3 separate regions of the Sus scrofa genome follow, and all the other regions are linked to region 3. Evidence: chromatin contacts called from public Hi-C and HiChIP or PLAC-seq data. All regions are on one chromosome and are shown on one strand. Each heading gives the region's core, a stretch centred on a gene start, on an enhancer-like site or on the middle of the called end of the contact. The rest is flanking DNA. Distances are from core to core; before and after follow the strand shown. Region 1 holds the start of CENPH (centromere protein H). Region 2 holds the start of MRPS36 (28S ribosomal protein S36, mitochondrial). Region 3 holds the start of MCCC2 (methylcrotonoyl-CoA carboxylase beta chain, mitochondrial).

Evidence for each region. A called contact is a pair of places that touch in the nucleus more often than the background predicts. HiChIP or PLAC-seq counts read pairs in DNA pulled down with a chosen protein or histone mark.
Region 1: a contact with region 3 is called in an H3K27ac HiChIP or PLAC-seq map of alveolar macrophages. The contact joins the promoter of CENPH here to the promoter of MCCC2 in region 3. A contact is called at or near these places in 2 of 5 promoter capture datasets (fetal liver and fetal skeletal muscle) and 1 of 2 datasets of contacts at active chromatin or transcription factors (alveolar macrophages).
Region 2: a contact with region 3 is called in a Hi-C map of alveolar macrophages, with 2.7 times the contacts expected there. The contact joins the promoter of MRPS36 here to the promoter of MCCC2 in region 3. A contact is called at or near these places in 2 of 47 Hi-C or Micro-C datasets (alveolar macrophages and heart right ventricle).

The regions. Positions count from the first base shown.
Region 1 is chr16:47,350,362-47,354,571 of Sscrofa11.1, reverse strand. CENPH (centromere protein H) reads right to left here and starts at 1,253. Exons shown (of 9, transcript XM_003483841.3): 1 at 1,034-1,253. The coding sequence starts at 1,158. It also overlaps the pseudogene LOC102161570.
Region 2 is chr16:47,384,941-47,388,922 of Sscrofa11.1, reverse strand. It overlaps MRPS36 (28S ribosomal protein S36, mitochondrial), which reads right to left and starts at 2,511. Exons shown (of 4, transcript XM_003134022.5): 1 at 2,374-2,511. The coding sequence starts at 2,415. It overlaps LOC102160395 (a long non-coding RNA gene), which reads left to right and starts at 2,577. Exons shown (of 4, transcript XR_308458.3): 1 at 2,577-2,763.
Region 3 is chr16:47,916,023-47,920,064 of Sscrofa11.1, reverse strand. It overlaps MCCC2 (methylcrotonoyl-CoA carboxylase beta chain, mitochondrial), which reads right to left and starts at 2,757. Exons shown (of 17, transcript XM_005672531.3): 1 at 2,465-2,757. The coding sequence starts at 2,593.

The DNA.
Region 1 (4,210 bases), core at 4-2,503, 560 kb after region 3:
TTTTTTTTTTTTAATGGCCACACCCATGGTATATGGAAGTTCCCAGGACAGGGACTGAATCGCAGATGCGACGTACCACACATCCTTTAACCCACAACGGATGAGGCTGCAACCCAGGCCTCTGCAGCAACTAGGAGCCAGCAGTCAGATTCTTTTTTTTTTTTTTTTTTGCTTTTAGGGCCACACCAGTGGCTTATGGAGGTTCCCAGGCTAGGAGTCTAATTGGAGCTAAAGCTGCTGGCCTGCAAACTACACCACAGCTCACAGCAACACCGGATCCTTAACCCACTGAGCGAGGCCAGGGATCGAACCTGAAACCTCATAGTTCCTACTCGGATTTGTTTCCGCTGCACCAGCTGCACCACGACGGAAACTCTGGCAGTCTGATTCTTATCCCACTGCACCACAGCAGGAATTCGGATAAGAGGGAATTCTTAAAGTAAGGCTGTGAGGTCTGTTATCAGGCAGTCTTTCAAAGCAGTAGTAAAGCTGAAACACGGTTAGCAAAGCTTTTTTTTTTTTTTTTTTTTGGATCCCTGGTCCTTAACCCACTGCTGCATAAGGGAACTCCACAAAGCTTATTTTTTAAAAGCATTACTTGTTATGATTTAGAACAGAAGTCTGAATTTTTTTTTTCTGTAAAGGAAGAGACAGCAAATGTCTTAGGCTCATATGGTGTCTGGTCTAACTGCTCAACTCAGCCCTTTGCAGCAGGAAAGTTGTGTTCCAATAAAACTTTAAGAGGACTAAAATCTAATTTCTTCCTCTCAACCATTTAGACACATGAAAACTTTTCTTAGTTTGAGGGGCCAAAGAAAAACAGAGAGTAGGATAGATATGGCCCAGGGCCATAGTTTCCCATTGATAGAATATTTACGTCCCTTATCATCAAATCTAGCAACGAATTTCTTCACAACAAACGAAGCTTCCGGATTGAAAAGGGCCAAAGCTATAAAAGAATAGGGCGGGGCAACTTCCCTCAAGTTTATCTGGGCTTGGATGGGTTCCTGCCGAGCTAGCTAGAGGGAACAACCTGAGCAGTAGGGTCATGCGGTCCTCGGGACGCGCCGCATCGTTGCCGGCGACCTGCGGCGGCCTGCCTTCCCCCCCGGAGTCCGCGGGCTCAGCTGCGGCTTGCTTCTTGGACTGCATCTCCATCCTTGGGGCGAAGAACTACCACGGAAGACGAGTTAACACAGCCCTGCCAGGGGCCGCCTTTCTTCCCGCCACTTAATTGACGCCCGGAAGGGGCTGGACTGTCGTTGCGTCCCGCCCCCTTCCGCCCCTAGCCCCGCCCTTTCCACCCCAGTCTCTGGTTGCTATGGTTGCCGATGTCTCTTATTTTATTCTGGCTCTGTAGGTTAAACCTTTGACAGACAACTAGTAAAAGAAAAAGAAAAAAAAAGTGAAAGAACTTTAATTAAGCGTTAGCGCAATTCAGTGCTAGGCTAAGGGCTGTGCTGGGCTAAGGGGGCACTCGGCGGCATCTGGCAGCCGCGGTCTGGAGTGGAGAACTCCAACATAAGTGCTCTTGCAACACTGGCTCTGAGATAGCCAATTGGTTGTTCTTGTTTTTGTCTTTTTAGGGCCGAACTTGTGGCAAATGGAAGTTTCCAGGCTACGGGTTGAATTGGAGCTGAAGCTGCCAGCCTACACCACAGTCATGCCAGACCGCAGAGACACATCTTCAATCTACTCCACAGCTTGCAGCAACACCGGATCCTGAGCCAGACCAGGGATGGAACCCGCATCCTCATGGATACTAGTCGAGTTGTTAACCCGCTGAGCCACAACAGGAACTCTGGGATAGCCGTTTTTGACCCCTCTTAGTACTCCCCTTCCATCCCCAGCCTTGGATGATGGGTGTGTGGGCCAGACTAGGAGAGAGAAGCATCCGAGTAGAGATTTGTTTGTCCAGGCCCCTCATTTGGCAGAGAAACGAGTGGCCCAAGATCAAAGATACCCACTACCCTCTAGGAGTCAATGCAGACTTCCAATCTGAAATTCAGCTGTCAGTAAGATTCGAACTCGGTTACAGAGTTGGGTACCCCCAAGGGTCAATTTGGTGATGCAACAGATTTCAGTTGCCCTTTCCTAGCTGAGTAGTGACTGGGTAATGGAGAAAATGCAGAACGTATAAATGCCTGATTGGTTTGTAGTTTTTCAATGTGGTCAGTCATGTAAGGGACAGGGTTCTTGCAGCACAAGCACAATAGCTCAGACCTCTTTGAATGAGAGCACGGAGCATTCCCTTCTATAACTAGTTTCCCTTGAGTTATTCACAGAACACTCCCCTTTCTTCCTCTCTATTATCAAAATACAGGTCCTGATAAAAGATTCAAAAGCCACAGGAGGATGTAAAATGTGGCCACTACTCCCAAAACTCATGGAGGAGCATTTTGCTTCGTTTTTTCTTTCACACAAAAATGATCCTCTTCTTTCATCTAACTGCTTTATCCAGGATGTCCTCCCGATTTTCACATCAGTCCCACCCTTTTGGGCAACTGCTTATCAGTGACCAAATTTGGAGCAAGAGTATGCAGTGGTTCTCCAATCAGAATCATGGGAAGAACTAGTTAATACAGATTGCTATGTGCCTCTCCAAGCTACTGATTCTGATTTGCTTTTCTAACAAATTCCCAAGTGATGTTGCTGTTGCTGTTGGGGGATGACATTTTGAGAAACAATGTAACTGAAGGTTATAAAAATGAATTAAATATACCAGATGGAGGGGTTCCCGTCCTGGCTCAGTGGTTAACGAATCCAACTAGGAACCATACATGAGGTTGCGGTTCGATCCCTGGACTCGCTCAATGGGTTAAGGATCCGTCATTGCAGTGCGCTGTGGTGTAGGTTACAGACGTGGCTCGGATCCTGCGTTGCTGTGGGTGTGGTGTAGGCCAGCAGCTACAGCTCCGATTCAACCCCTAGCATGGGAACCTCCATATGCCCCAGGAGAGGCCCCAGAGAAGGCAAAAAGACAAAAGAAAAAAAAAGAAAAAAAGTCGTAGCATTCAGACAATGAGACACCTACATCGAATGTTTTCACTGACGTGTGGAATCTGAAAAAGGGACAGACTGAACTTTTTTGCAGAACAGATATTGACTCACAGACTTTGAAAAGCTTATGATCTCCAAAGGAGACAGTTTGGGGGGTGGAAGGATATGCTTAGGTTGTGGGATGGAAATCATATAAAATTGGATTGTGATGATCATTGTACAACTACAAATGTAATAAATTCATTGAGTAATTAAAAAAAGATGTCTGACCAAAAAAGAAACTTACTTAGAAAATAAGCAGTAAAATAAACTCCAGATAAAAAAGGACTATAAGGAGTTCCTGTTGTGATGCAGAGGAAATGAATCTGATTAGTATCCATGAGGATGCAGGTTCAATCCCTGGCATCACTTGGTGGGTTAAGGATCTGGAGTTGTGGTGAGCTGTGGTATAGGTTGCAGACGTGGCTTGAATCCTGCACTGCTGTGGCTGTGTTGTAGGTAGGCAGCTACAGCTCCAGTTTGACCCCTAGCCTGGGAACTTTCATATGCCACAGGTACATTCCTAAAACACAAAACACTACAAAAAAATTCCAGGAGTTCCTGTCGTGGTGCAGTGGTTAACGAATCCGACTAGGAACCATGAGGTTGCGGGTTCGGTCCCTGCCCTTGCTCAGTGGGTTAACGATCCGGCGTTGCCGTGAGCTGTGGTGTAGGTTGCAGACGCGGCTTGACTCCCGCGTTGCTGTGGCTCTGGTGTAGGCCAGCGGCTACAGCTCCAGACTAGACCCCTAGCCTGGGAACCTCCATATGCCGCAGAAGCGGCCCAAAGAAATAGCAAAAAAAAAAAAAAAAATTTCCAACTTAAGCAGAAATTGATGAAAAAGAGAACTTTAGAAACAAGCTGTCTCAGAGGAATAAGTTTATATAAAGGTTTTTTTTTAACTAAAAATATTTTAAGCTTTTAAATTAGACTAGAAAATGACTAAAAGAAAACTGGTGAGAATTAACGTATAAAAGCTAAAACTACCAAATAAAATAGAAAAGATAATACCAAAAAAAATTATTTATTTATTTATTTATTGTCTTTTCCAGGGCCACTCCCATGGCATATGGAGATTCCCAGGCTGGGGGTCTAATTGGAGCTGTAGCTGCCGGCCTACCCCAGAGCCACAGCAACACAGGATCCAAGCAGCGTCTTCGACCTACACCA
Region 2 (3,982 bases), core at 1,262-3,761, 530 kb after region 3:
CCTATGTCTCAAGCAGCCAAATGATTTCCTAAATAATTAACTATCTCATTTCTAATTTTGCAGCATCTCAAACATATCAAAGACATACTGCTTGGCATTCAGCAGGCATTTGATGAATACTTAGAACTTACTCTTCTAAAATTACTTTTGAACACCCTGTGGTCCAGCCAAATTTCTCTACTTAGTGGTGACACCATGTTTTGTTAATTCCTATCAGTTTTTGCCAGTCTCTTGAAATACTACACTTCAAGATACAGATCAACAGCCAAGTTCTAAGCTCTGTGCAGGCACCATATATTACCTTGTTGGCACTGCAGTCCCAGCAGTGTAGGCCTGCCACAGAAATACTAAATATATTTTGCTAAAGTGTAATTATTACATAACACCACCACATACTGCTTTGTATTATGAATGTGAATACAAGTCTTTGCAGTTCTGTTAAAAGGAGTCAGATGGTTCCTTATTGTGTATTTCATAATATCTTTTTTTAATTTGCATATATCAGTAGTTAGTCGTTTATTACTACTGTGTACTATTCCATTTTAACAACTCTACCACAATTTATCTTGCTTATGGACATTTGGATATTTTTTGGATTGGGTGTTATTATGAATAAAGCAAGCATGAACACTTTTATACAGTGTTTTTCTAGGTATATGCATTCATTTCTCTGGGGTATAAACCTTTAAGTAGTACTGCTGGGACACAGAGCAGGTATGTTTAGTACTAGAGAATGACAAAACAGTTTTCCAGAGGGCTGTACCATTTTATAGTCCTACCAGCAGTGTATGAGAGCTTCAGGGGTTTCATGTTCTCATAACCACTTGGTACTGTCAGTCTTTTAAATAATTTTGGTGTGTGTAGTAGTATTTTCCGGTTTGAATTTGTATTTTCCTGGCAAGTAATGATGTTGAGGATCTTTTCATAGGGTTATTGCTCATTTAGATATCTTCTTTTGAGCAATATCAACCTTTTTTACCCATTTTAAAAATTGGGGAGTTCCCGCCCTGGCACAGTGGTTAACGAATCCGACTAGGAACCATGAGGTTGTGGGTTCGATCCCTGGCCTTGCTCAGTGGGTTAACGATCCGGTGTTGCCCTGAGCTGTGGTGTAGGTTGCAGACGCGGCTCGGATCCCGCGCGCTGTGCCTCTGTCGTAGGCCGGTGGCTACAGCTCTGATTAGACCCCTAGCCTGGGGACCTCCATATGCCGCGCGGGAGCATATGGAGGTCCCTAAGGCAAAAAGGCAAAAAAAAAAAAAAAAATTGGGCTATATGCCATGGGAATATGTGATTATCTATTATGGATACTAGTCTCTTGTCAGATGGTCTCCTGTCCTCCCAGCGTCTTTAATTAGCAAGTGCTCAATAACTACCCATTCAACGACTAAGTGAGGACCATTCAATGCAAAGAGGCTAAGGATTGGGATGCAGGATTACCCTTCAGAGTGAAATAACTTTAAGAGTCTTTTAAGGCAAGTATTTTTGCAAAGAGAAATGAACTTCTCATATCAAAGTTAAAAGTTAATCATACACTAATACACTTTTAAGAGTTGAAAAAGATCACGTAAAGAAACCGCAGAAGTGGAGGCTGTGGTCCTTTATATGCCAATTTTACCCTTCCTATTTAAACTAGAGACCACAGCTGGAGAAGCAAATACAAAAGCTATCAGGAGTCAGTAACTGATGTGTGGAGTAACTATAAAGTTCCTCTAGCACCAATCTAAACTCAGGGGTAAAAAAGCTTAGGAAACCAACACTAAGGCATATATTAAAAGATAAATATATACATTTTTTTACAGCCCCCCCCCCATTCCGGCCTGTAACCAGACGATAGGACTGCCGGGGGCACTGGTGGGGGGAGATACCGCCCCGGGCAAGGACACAGCAGGTGGGGCCAGTTCCCCGGCCATTCCCAAGACCTTGAAGGGACACTGGGTCAGATGCCAGCTTCGCTTCCTTTCAGTCACCGCTACCGCCCTCCTTCCGATTGGCTGATCTGCTACAACACGGATAACACTAGTCGCCGATTGGCCACGCTATTGCCAAGGCAGCCAAGGCTGCAGACTCCTAAGAGGCTAACGAGGTCCTAGTGGAGTGCAGTCTAGGGACTTTGGAGCAGCGACGGGCCTACCTGGGAAGATGCACTCTCGCGGCCTGACTCGATTCTCGGCTCCAGTGCCCGGCTCAATGCCCGACCCAACGAGCTCAAGGTCCAATTCTCACACACACCCCAGGGGCGCCGCTGCAGGCCCTATCTAGGGCCGTGGTCACGGCGCAGATTCCGCCACCGCCTTTCCTCCTCAGCGCCGTTGCTATCCTCAGCACCACCCCTACCGCCCATGGCGCGGAAAAGCGACCGAATCGCCTTACCTGAACGACCCTGCTGGCAGACGCCATCTTACTGCCCATCATGACCCCCGAGGAGGGGCAGCTTCCGGAGCACTAGCTAGCAGCGGCTATATCAGGAGTCCTGGGCGGCTGGGGGCGGGCCCTGCAAGTGACGTCACTGAGGAGGAGCGGGCGCTCGAGCCGGACCCGCCTCCACGTTGGAGCTAGCTCCACCCCTTTGTGCCTGCCCCCGCCCTTCCTCCTTCCCGCGTAGAAACTGATCCACGTGTTTTCCATTGTTTCGTTTTGCCGCTGGAGGTTTGCGGTGTTGGATATATTTTGCTCATCAGCCAGTGAGTGATTTAGGAACAGTTCCTCTGCGGATAGCCAGTTTCCAATTTCAGTATAGTCCAAAATTTAATCTGAAACCAAGTAAGTAATATAAATTCTTGTGGCTTCCTAAAATGAACAATCTTGGGAGTTCCCGTCGTGGTTAACGAATCCAACTAAGAACCATGAGGTTTCAGGTTCGATTCCTGGCCTTGCTTAGTGGGTTAAGGATCCGGCGTTGCCGTGGCGCTGGCGTAGGCTGGCGTAGGTCCCTAGCCTGGGATAGGAGAGGCCCTAAAAAGGTAAAAAGACAAAAAAATAAAAATAAAATAAAATGAACAATCTTGTTAAAATTTAGGAATAAGTAGCAAGCTCAGAAAGAGTGGTCAGTTCCAGGTCTGTAGTAGGCCACCTCTTATTCCTTTGCTTATTAGCATTGCCTGATTTGGTATTCTGCTTGCTTTCTCTACCGTTAGTTCTGATATTAAACTGCTGCTTGCTTCAAATTTAAGAAAATTCAAAAGTTCAAGTTTTTCTTTTTGAAGCATGAGCCATCCATATCATTCCCCCAAGTTATATTAAATTGTAAGGTAAATATTAGTACTTACAATGTTAAAAAATTAACACGCAATATGTTGCAACCACTTAACCTTGTAGCTAATGTAAACTTACATTATTGTAAATAGAGTGACAAATTTGTTTAATGATCTAGATTAGTGGTTTCTAAATCTAGAAGTTACTGAGCCTAAATATGGGTCCTTCTGATTCAGTATGTCTATGGAGGAGAGCAGAAATCTTTTTTTCTTTCTATGCTGCACCCAAAGCATGAGGAGGTTCCTGTGTCAATGATCAAATCCAAGCAGCCTCTGTGACCTATGCCACAACTGCAGCAACGCCAGATCCTTAACTGCCTGTGCCACAGCAGAGAGCTCCCAGAAATCTATTTTTAAAAAAGCTTTCAAGCGTTCTCTTGTGGCACAGGTTAAGGATTCAGGTGTTGTTACTGCTGCAGCTTGGGTCAATGCTGTGGCATGCGTTCGATCTCTGGCCCAAGGAACTGCCACATGCTTTGGGCTTATCCAAAAAAAAAAAAAACTTTCAAAGCTTGTTTTAGGAGTACATATTCTAAAACCAGATAGTTGTGGCTTAGCGGTGAGTTGTGGTGTAGGTTGCAGACTCCACTGGGATCCTGCATTGCTGTGGTGTAGGCTGGCAGCTGCAGCTCTAATTCATATGCGAAGGGTGTGACCCTAAAAAAGACAAAAAAAAGAAAAAGAATCCAACATGGTATCTGAGAGGATTCGGCTTTGATCTCTGTCCT
Region 3 (4,042 bases), core at 1,508-4,007:
AACCCCTAGCTAGCAGCTACCATCAAATGTATCAGCCCAGCCAGATGTCAGAAAGATGACAGACCAGGAGTTCCCGTCGTGGCTCAACGGTAATGAACCCAACTAGTAACCATGAGGACGCCAATTCAATCCCTGGCCTCGCTCAGTAGGTTAAGGATCCACTGTGGTGTAGGTCACAGACGTGGCTTAGATCTGGCGTGGCTGTGGCTATAGCTGTGGTGTAGGCTGGCAGCAACAGCTCTGACTTGACCCACTCTCATTCGACCCCAAACCTGAGAACTTCCATATGTCTCGGGTGCAACCCTATAAAGCAAAAAAATTTTAAAATTAAAAAAACAAAAACTACACAGACGGCAGACAGGAAGCTCTAGGCCTTCATTCTCCATTCTCCGCATAGAGACATCACAAAACAACTCCAAACTGGCTAATATATAACTTTTATAGGAGCTCTGGAAAACAGAGGCCTACCCCAACCAAAAAAACGCCCAGCCAAGAAGCTATATTCAAAATGGTGGGAAACCCATCGTCCACACTGCCACCACACTAATTATTCCATCAGGTCAGCAGGATCATGCCACTCCTCTACTTAAATACCTAAGCAGACAAACTGCAAAATGAAGCCCCAGTGTGGCTTCTGCACGTGTCTTCCCTCCTTCACCTGGGGACATCCGCAATCCCATCTACACCATGAATTCCATACTTGGCCAGACTGCCAAGACCACATTCCCCCTAACCACCTGCATAGGGTGGTACCTCTGTTCTCATGACTCCGACTCCTTTAATTTGTATAGTTTGTAGTTGCCTCCCATCCTCCATCCTTATTTTTATTTTACTTTTGGCCACGCCCACCACATACAGAAGTCCCAAAGGGCAGGGATCAAAATCCCGCCACAGCAGTGACAACGCCGGATCCTTAATCGCTAGGCCACCAGAGAACTTCCCCATCCTGAGCCTGGTCACTTATTACCCAGCTTGAGAGCCAACTCACATATGACTTCCTATCTGCAGCTTTCCATACACCACCTTATTAAGCTTTAGACACCACTTACCATGATGCACTGCTTTTTTGTCTATCTCCCCCACAAAATTAGGATCCCATTCCTATACATCTATACTATACACCTAAAATAGTGCCTAGACCACAGTAACCACCCAATGTTTCTGAATTAAATGTTCTCTCCTGATCCCAGGAAATTACAAGACTTTTGGAAGCCCTCATTGGATACTGTTTCTGCCTCAGCCTGCTGCTTTTCTTTCAACCTTACTGTTTTCCTAAAGGCAGGAATTATTTTAAATGTCTTAACTGAAAGTTATTTGCACAATTTAATGTTGTGGGGTTTTTTTGGGGGTTTTTTTTTGTCTTTTTTCTATTTCTTTGGGCCGCTCCCACGGCATATGGAGGTTCCCAGGCTAGGGGTCGAATCGGAGCTGTAGCTGTTGGCCTACACCAGAGCCACAGCAACGCGGGATCCGAGCCGCGTCTGTGACCTACACCACAGCTCATGGCAATGCCGGATCGTTTAACCCACTGAGCAAGGCAGGACCGAACCCGCAACCTCATCGTTCCTAGTCGGATTTGTTAACCACTGCGCCACGACGGGAACTCCTAATTTTTGTTTTTTTGTTTGTCTGTCTTTTCTAGAGCCACACCCATGGCATATGAAGGTTCCCAGGCTAGGGGTCTAATCGGAGCAACGCCGGGATCCTTAACCCACTGAGCGAAGCCAGGGATCAAACCTGCAACCTCTCGTTCCTAGTCGGATCTGTTAACCACTGAGCCACGACAGGAACTCCTGCACAATTTAATGTTATCTGTGTAGGCTTAGAAACCATGAGAGAGACTGAAAATTTCCAGCTCTGATATTTCACAAACCAGGAGTTGTCTCTATAACCTTGTGATGCCTCCCAAGTCCAAGAAAGACCATTTGAGACACATAAATGGTCTTAACATAGACCATTCTATTCTATTAACATAACCAACTATTTAAAGTCTGGGAAGCACAAGCCAGGGGGAGCTGTGCTAGGCCAGTGGTTCCCAAACCTGACAGCCACCAAGCCCCCCCCCCCCAACTTCATTAACTATGCAAACACTAGGACTCCACCCCGGAGACCAAAAAGATCCAGGGTGAGGATTAAGGCAGCTGTACTACGAACAAATTTCCAGGTGACAATTGCTAAACCAGGTTTTGAGAACAACTGATGGTAAAGATACAAAATACAGTACCACTGCTAAAAGGGAACTAAAATGTATCTGATTTTCTCTTGCAAACTTCAGGAATCCCTAGCGCGTCCCAGAATCCTGATGGGATCCAGAGAACAAAGCAGCCGCTGTTAAAGTGAGCCCATCCTCCACCCGCTTCCCAGTCCAGCCAGTGCCTCGGCCCGTCGGTCCGGCCCTGGAGGACAAGTGGAAGACGAATCACTGACTCAGGCTAGGTCCTCCAGGCCGCTCACCCAGCCTTACCTGGTAGATGGCAGAGCTAGAGTCTGGTTGAGTGCCCAGTGCGACCACGGAAGCCCCATGATAGGCGCGCAGCGTGGAGACAGGGACGCGGGCGCACGGCCTCAGGGCCAACCTCAGGGTAGCCCACATGGCAGCGGGCACAAAGGCAGGAAGGAACGCGTGAGAGCCGCCTGCGCCGATTCGGAGCCCAAGCTTCCCCCTTCAACTCCCCGTCTCGAGGCCACAGCTCCACTCCGCTCCAGGCAGCCCTAACTCGCCTGAAACCTCCCAGATTCTCAAGTCGACCTCCGCACGTGCTGACGCACGCCGTCCGTGATTGGTCGGCCTGAGCCCCACGCCCCCCAACTCAGCCAATAAGGGACAGGGGTGCAGCCCACGAGGCCTGTCGTATCGCGAGCCTGTGGAGACGCGCCTCCTAAGACGCTGAGCTGAGAGTTGAGAGCTGGGCTAGGTTTCCTTTCAGTCGGTCTCAGCTCTTTTGCTATGCACCATTTTCTTCTTCTCCTGCAGACAGAAAGGACATTGCGGGACTTGAAAAAGCTTATCTTATATGAGAGCTGGACACTGAACAAGCTGCCCTAAGAAATTAAACTCTTTATTCATCCATTCAACAAGTATTTCTTTTTCTTTTTTTTTTTTTTTTTTTTGTCTTTTTGCCATTTCTTGGGCCGCTCCCTCAGTATATGGAGGTTCCCAGGCTAGGGGTCTAATCAGAGCTGTAGCTGCCAGCCTACGCCAGAGCCACAGCAACGGGGGATCCGAGCCGCGTCTGCAACCTACACCACAGCTCGCAGCAACGCCGGATCCTTAACCCACTGATCAAGGTCAGGGATCGAACCCGCAACCTCATGGTTCCTAGTTGGATTCGTTAACCACTGAGCCATGACGGGAACTCCAACAAGTATTTCTTAGGTGTCTTCTGTCAGGTGCTCTTCGGGAGCTGGGGATACAGTGGAGAACAGGCACAGTGCCCTCCTTTATAAAGCACAGAGATCATGAACAAGTAAATTAAAAACTCTAAGAGTGATAAATTACAACTTGGATGTACATATTTTATATATGTTTTATATAGGATTATAACATTTCTAAAACTTTGCCTATAACAAATCTGGGCTTCTTATCCACTGGACAATGAGAAAAAATCTTATTTAGTCCACTTAAGTCTGAGACATTTTCAATTAGTTTTATACATGATGTTAGATAAAGGCCTGGCTAAATTCCTTAGTATATGGGTACCAAGTTTTCCCAACAACATGAAGAGACAGTCCTTTCCCCATTGAATAGTCTTTGGCTCCCTTGTCAAAAAAAAAATTTTTTATCAAAAATTATTTCGCATGCAATGGTTTTTTTCTGGACTTTCTATTTGATTCCATTGGTCTGTATGTCTGTCTGTATACCAGTACCACATAATTTTTATAGCTGTGGCTTTGTAATAAGTTTTTAAATTATTAAGTGTGAGTCTTCCAGCTTTGTTCTTCTTTTTCAAGATTATTTTGCCTATTGTTTTGTAATTGCTTTTGTAGTTTCCTTTTCAGGTTGTTCATTATTAGCATATTTAAATGCAGGAGTTCCTATTGT